Linked DNA regions of Sus scrofa: region 2 is linked to region 1. The links are chromatin contacts, called in public HiChIP or PLAC-seq maps. All regions are on one chromosome and are shown on one strand. Each heading gives the region's core, a stretch centred on a gene start, on an enhancer-like site or on the middle of the called end of the contact. The rest is flanking DNA. Distances are from core to core; before and after follow the strand shown. Region 1 has its middle 43 kb from the start of NOX3. Region 2 has its middle 34 kb from the start of TFB1M.

Region 1 (2,788 bases), core at 170-2,669:
TTTGAGAAGCCATCGAAGAAAATGGAATTATTTCAGGAAGTGGCACTTTGATGTTTCCTTTGGGTTGTTTGGTCCTTTCCAGAGTTACTGGCAGTGGAGGATAACCCATAGTTATGTTGGTGGGAAATTGAAGTGTTCCATTTTTGTCATTGATTACAAGACATAACGATGCTCTGCAGCAATGCCAAGGACTTAAAGAGGACAACACAGAAACGGGAGCAAGGCAAGAGCAACAGAGAAGTACAAGGTTGCGAGGGAGCCAGCAATGAGTGAAACGCAAACGGGTTTCCAGGGTGGTTTATCAGGACTAAAACTTGGTAAGAGCAAGTGGTGGGCTTTTGTTCACTTTCTTCTAATGGCAAAACATATAAATAACAACAGACTCATTTTGTGATCAAAAGATGACAAAAATTCCTTGGATCAAATGCCCATGGTCAGTATTCTAACAGCTTGTCCTGAGCCCAAAATGAACATGTTTATGTACCATTTATGTATCTATTCTTTCTTAATTTTCTTCTCATTGGAACTTGACTTTATGAGTTAACTCGTTTATGAATTTATGAGTAAACTCATTACTGGCTTAAGCTTGATGCCGTGTGATAAGCACTTATTGAGCACAAACTGGATTCCAACACTGTACTGGGTTCTGGTGTAAGACTTTATTACAGTCAGATAGGAAGATGATAGAACAGTGCAAGTTAGGTTATGTAAATACCACACAATAGTAATAAAGCCAATTCCTTGAGAGTTTGGAAGGAAGTGTTATGAGCAAAGAACCTGTGATGGCAGCATTCGTGTTAGACTCTGAAGGGCCAGAGAACATATCCCTTCGGAAACAAGTAGCAGAGGGCATTCCAGGCAAAAAGGACCTCAAAAGCTGGTCTGTGCATTTGGGAGAGAGGCATGCTGGTTAGCTCTGCTGGTGTCAGAGGATTTATGAATGGAATGTGGCAGGTGAGCCCAGAAAGGCAGGAGTAAGTGGACTCATGAAAAATCTGGAATGCCTGCTTAGAGTTTGGCTTTTATTCTGGAAGCCACTGGAAGCTCTGGAGTTCTTTGAGGTCAGAGCTGGCCTGGCAGAGGTGAATCTGGCAGGGCCAGATGAGTGAAAAAAAAATGCCTTTGTGGGAGGGATAGAAAAAACAAAACAAAGCGGGGCAACTCAGAGGGTTTGGAGTCGGGGGAAGGGGTAGGCAGACAGGCTTACTTAAGCGCCTCACTGGCAAAGGTCAGCGTGGCACCTCCTTCCTGGGGGAGTTTTAACCTTTTATCAGTCAGAGAAGGTGTCGGAGTTCTGTCTTGATAGAGAGACAGCTGAGCCAACGGGCCTCTCTGTCCACAGAATGAAGGGATTTCTAGAAATGAGGGTAAAGGTTTAGTCAAGACTTTTCTTCCCTTGCATATATGAGTAATCACAGGAGAATGCTTATGCTAAGCTTCTTACTTCTCAGATGCAAACACAATTCAGCTGAGCTGATTTGCAGCTTATGCCAGAAGTGTTGAGTCATCTCCCAAAACAAATAACAAGTAATTCTTTCCACATTGAACTGGAGGTTTATTCTAGAATCTGAAACACATGACTCTTATTCTCCAGTACCGAGCCCTAGGCTAGACAAACAAAGTTTACTTTTAAAAGGATCAAAATTACTTCCCAGAGCTCAAGGCCTCACTCCTTTCAAACTACTAGGTCGTCTGATGTTTGCAATATCTTGTACTTACGCGTGTCAAATATTGATGATCTCTCTTAAAATAAAATGATGTTATCAGAAAAGGCTAAGTCATTCTGTCATATTCACTTATTAGTCCAAATCCACCTTTTTTTGTTGTTGTTTCTTGTTTTTTTTTGGATGTGCCCATGACATGCAGAAGTAGTTCCCAGGCCAGCGATTAAACCTGCATCACAGCTGCAACCTGAGCAACAACAGTAACAAAGCCAAATCCTTAACCTGCTAAGCCATGAGAGAACTCCCACATGTTGGATTTTTTTTTAACTAATCGCCTTAAGGAAAGGGACTTAAGGAAAACTTAGGTAAATGAGGGGGGAAGATGTAAAGTAAGGGATCTCCTGGGAGGAGAAGACACTGACCAAGAGAAGGCATAGAGAGGGTGGAAATTCAGGAAATAAATAGCACCTGGATGCTTTCTTTGTGTTTTCAAGTCAAGTTGATGAGTATGTTGGTAAACAAATTGCTTACTCCATAATTAAACCCTTGTATGCCCTCATTACCAGAATTTAGCTAGACTCTTGGGGATATTCAGTGAGCTTGAAAGCTGTTTTCAATATTTGACTGGCTGCATATGTAAAGAGTAGATTTCTGTTTGGTACTCAGAGCATGGAGCAATAGTTGGAAACCATAGAGTTTTCTCCCACTAGAACAAAAACGCACACAAAAATACATCTCTCGCCACTGTTCAAAGAAAGGGTTGCTTCACAAGGTATTGGGTTACCTGCAGGCTGAGTAGTTATTTGGGGTTCTTTATATTGGTCTGCTGGATGAATGGGATTTAGATGTCAATTAGGTGGCTGGACCAAGGTGATCTTCGAAATCCCTCTCAACTTTGAGCGCTTTTGCTAGAAGAGTGCCAGGGACGATAAAGAGATCACATTAAGGACTTAAGCCTGAAAAAGGTGGCTAAAATAACTCACTATGCTTTATACATCTTCGCTAAGTGATGAATTGGAGAGACGCAATAACTCTTGACTGCCATCCGAAGGGTAAGAGGAAGGGTAGGATTATATATAGTGCCAAGAGGAAGTATAACGAGAAATAAAACCATGAAATTTACT
Region 2 (2,955 bases), core at 351-2,850, 130 kb before region 1:
CCGAGGCTGTTCTGTTCTCCAGCTGCCCTGAGCTTTCACTCATTTCAGTCTGAGCCTGACCTCAGTTCATGAACAGTCACAGCCATGGAGGGCGGACCAGAGAGCTACAAGGAGTAAGGTTCTACCACTAACAGCTCTCCAAGAAAGCCACAGTTGTGTCAAATTTATTTCCTTAGGTGCCCCTTTCTTTAATACCACACACTTTTTCTTCCTATATCTGGTCTTATCACTGCCTATTTGAATCATAAGTGAATATCATTAGAAAGGCTGGTTTACCAAATGTTAGCAACAACTACATTTATAATATAATTTTTAACTTATTGAAAAAATGTTTTGGATTTGAATGACATCAAGTTTTACCATCACTAAGACATCTACATTCCAGGATACCATGCTGGAAGATACTGGAGTTTTTATATATTATTATACATATTATAGATATTATTTATATATTATGGACTATTTATATAATAATAATATATTAGTATATACGTTACATATATGTGTGTTGTACCAAAAAAGATATCCACTTTATATTCAGAGACACTCATTATTTTAACATGAATTACATTTATCTTTTTCACTAAATATGGTATGTTTGATGCTGAGATTAGGAGGGGAAAGACAGAAAATAAAAATGTGTTTCTTGGAGTTCCTGTTGTGGCACAGTGGAAACAAATCCAAATAGGAACCATGAGGTTGCCTGGCCTCGCTCAGTGGGTTAAGGATCTGGCATTGCTGTGAGCTGTGGTGTAGATCGCAGCTGTAGCTCTGATTTGACCCCTAGCCTGGGAACGTTCATATACTGTGGGTGCGGCCCTAAAAAGCCAAAAAAAAAAAAAAGTGTTTCTTTTCTGATGGTAGTTTAATACATTGTTCTGCAATTTATTACCTGGGTGGCAGTAAATACCATCCAGTGGAAACCCCGTATCTACCTGCCTCCGAGGAGTAACAAAGGGGAAGAGATCATGGGGATTGGGCAGGAAAGAGATCATAACAAACTCATAACTAACCTGCCGAGTTTCTGGAGACAGTGGGCGGTGGGCACAGCATAAAAGATGACTCCCGGAAGCCCAGAAACTTGGAATGGACTCGGGGTGGGGGAGGATTGGGAAAATGAACAGGAAACGCTGTTGGATGAGACACACTGTGTCTTCCTTCGTAGTTCAGAAAACCCCAGGGGTCGGGGATCAACATGTGTTCAGAAGAGGAACTTCAGCTAAGTGGGTCCATGCAATAAAAAGAGAAAGAAAGCTAGAGAAATGCAAGTCTGCCAACTGGGCCAGATGTCCACCGACCAGAAGCTCATCTGCTCATCTCCCATCGTCCTCTCCAGCAGGCCTTCCCTTGGAGAACCCTTGGATGGGACTGGAGGCGGAGAAGAGCAAAAAGTAAAGCTATGTAATGACAGCAACAGGTGCTCCGTAAAGAGTAACCGGGTTAACTCCAGACTCAGCCCTCCGCTGCGTCCTCCCTCCCTGTCCTCAGCTGCTCCTCGACTGAAATACTAACAACCTCGGGGTCTGTCTCCTGCCTTGGGTGCAGCTCCACCATACTCACCAGACATCATGAACACCACGTGACAGGGCTGAGCTCACTCTCCTCAGTCCTGGCCTCACTTCCTCTCCTAGAGACATTGTTCCTGTTTCTGTTCACAGTGATATCTCACTCTCAGCCATGAAAGCTCAGTCATCTTGTTCAATTTCCAGGTTCTGCCAAATTTTCTTTGAAAAGTTTTTTTTCTTCCTTTTCTGTCCCATTTCTATGTGGACCTCCCAGTTGCTATGACCTCACCCCTCCATTCTGTCTGACATACTAATGCTGGAATGTTATTCTTTAAACACTCAAAAAGATCATGCTGAAAGACTTCCAGAGACTTTATTTTGCCAATGGAATAAGGACTGCATAAGGCCACACAGTTCATTAGGGACAGAGTTATGGCTCGAGCCCAGGATTTTTTAACTTCAGTTCCAATACATTTTTCACTAAAGTATGTACACTGTATCTTAAGAATTCCACACAGGAATGCATTATTTGTCCTATTTTCTCCCCACATACTTTAGGGTTTTTTTGTACTTTGTTTCAATCTATAAGCTGTCTCAGTTCTTTCTGGAAGTAGGAGGGATCTTAAAATTTAAGTAAATTAAAACAAATATTAGTCACAACAAAAATCCTATATAAGTAGACAGATAAAATTACATCAAACAGATAGAATCTATTTTTTTTTTCCAGAGACAAATCATACTGAAAGAATTTGATTTCACATGCCATTAGCTATCTAGTGCAGATGATTTCTGATTCAGGATTCTCTCTGCACTGACCCCTGCTTCCAGGAAGAATATCTATCCTGACAACACAAGCTGGAGTTAGTTCCCAGTACGGAGCACTGACCTTTAACCTACTGGGTTTCAAGAGTATCTGGATAGCTCAAAATCTCAATATTGTAGAAGAATGGAATACCATCCATCCAGGGAATGTTGGCTAAAACTCCATTTTAGCAAAATCTAAGTTTGGGTTGGAAGCTTCTAACGAAGCTATTTCTAAAGTCTTCACTGGTCCTTAAGAGGCCTCCTACAAGGGACTTGTAGCTGACTTCAGGGCTGAGAGTCCAGGGAACTGGCAAACAAAAGCAGAGCACTGCAGGGATGTGAGCTCCATAGCTGTATCCTTGCAGATGCGCTTAGAAAAAGATGCTTTACTGAAAATCCTAAAGCAGGGCTATGCTGGGCTCAGTCTTTTGAGGACCAAAACCTTCTATAGCCAATCTTGGGCAGAGTAGTTGTCTCAACTATCAGTGGATTTGCTTCTTATGCCCATCCAGTTACAACAAATGACAAACTGGTTCCATATACAAAGCCTTTATTTGGCAATTTTCATCTTCAATGCACTTTCCAAATGTTAACTAATTAATCTGTTTGACAGTGTTCCATTTCACAGCGGTACACTGTTTATGGT

What was found. HiChIP or PLAC-seq counts read pairs in DNA pulled down with a chosen protein or histone mark.
Region 2: a contact with region 1 is called in an H3K27ac HiChIP or PLAC-seq map of skeletal muscle. The contact joins two enhancer-like sites. A contact is called at or near these places in 4 of 47 Hi-C or Micro-C datasets (adipocytes, brain, embryonic fibroblasts and 1 more) and 1 of 2 datasets of contacts at active chromatin or transcription factors (skeletal muscle).

What each region holds. Positions count from the first base shown.
Region 1 is chr1:11,399,537-11,402,324 of Sscrofa11.1, reverse strand. No RefSeq gene overlaps it. Among named protein-coding and RNA genes, the nearest start is that of NOX3, 43 kb to the left of the region's middle. Within about 2 kb of position 1,419, at least 31 of the 83 cell types and tissues checked have an H3K27ac peak or open chromatin away from gene starts, as enhancers often do. A contact at or near this core is called in skeletal muscle, where this site is marked.
Region 2 is chr1:11,530,661-11,533,615 of Sscrofa11.1, reverse strand. No RefSeq gene overlaps it. Among named protein-coding and RNA genes, the nearest start is that of TFB1M, 34 kb to the left of the region's middle. Within about 2 kb of position 1,600, at least 25 of the 83 cell types and tissues checked have an H3K27ac peak or open chromatin away from gene starts, as enhancers often do. A contact at or near this core is called in skeletal muscle, where this site is marked.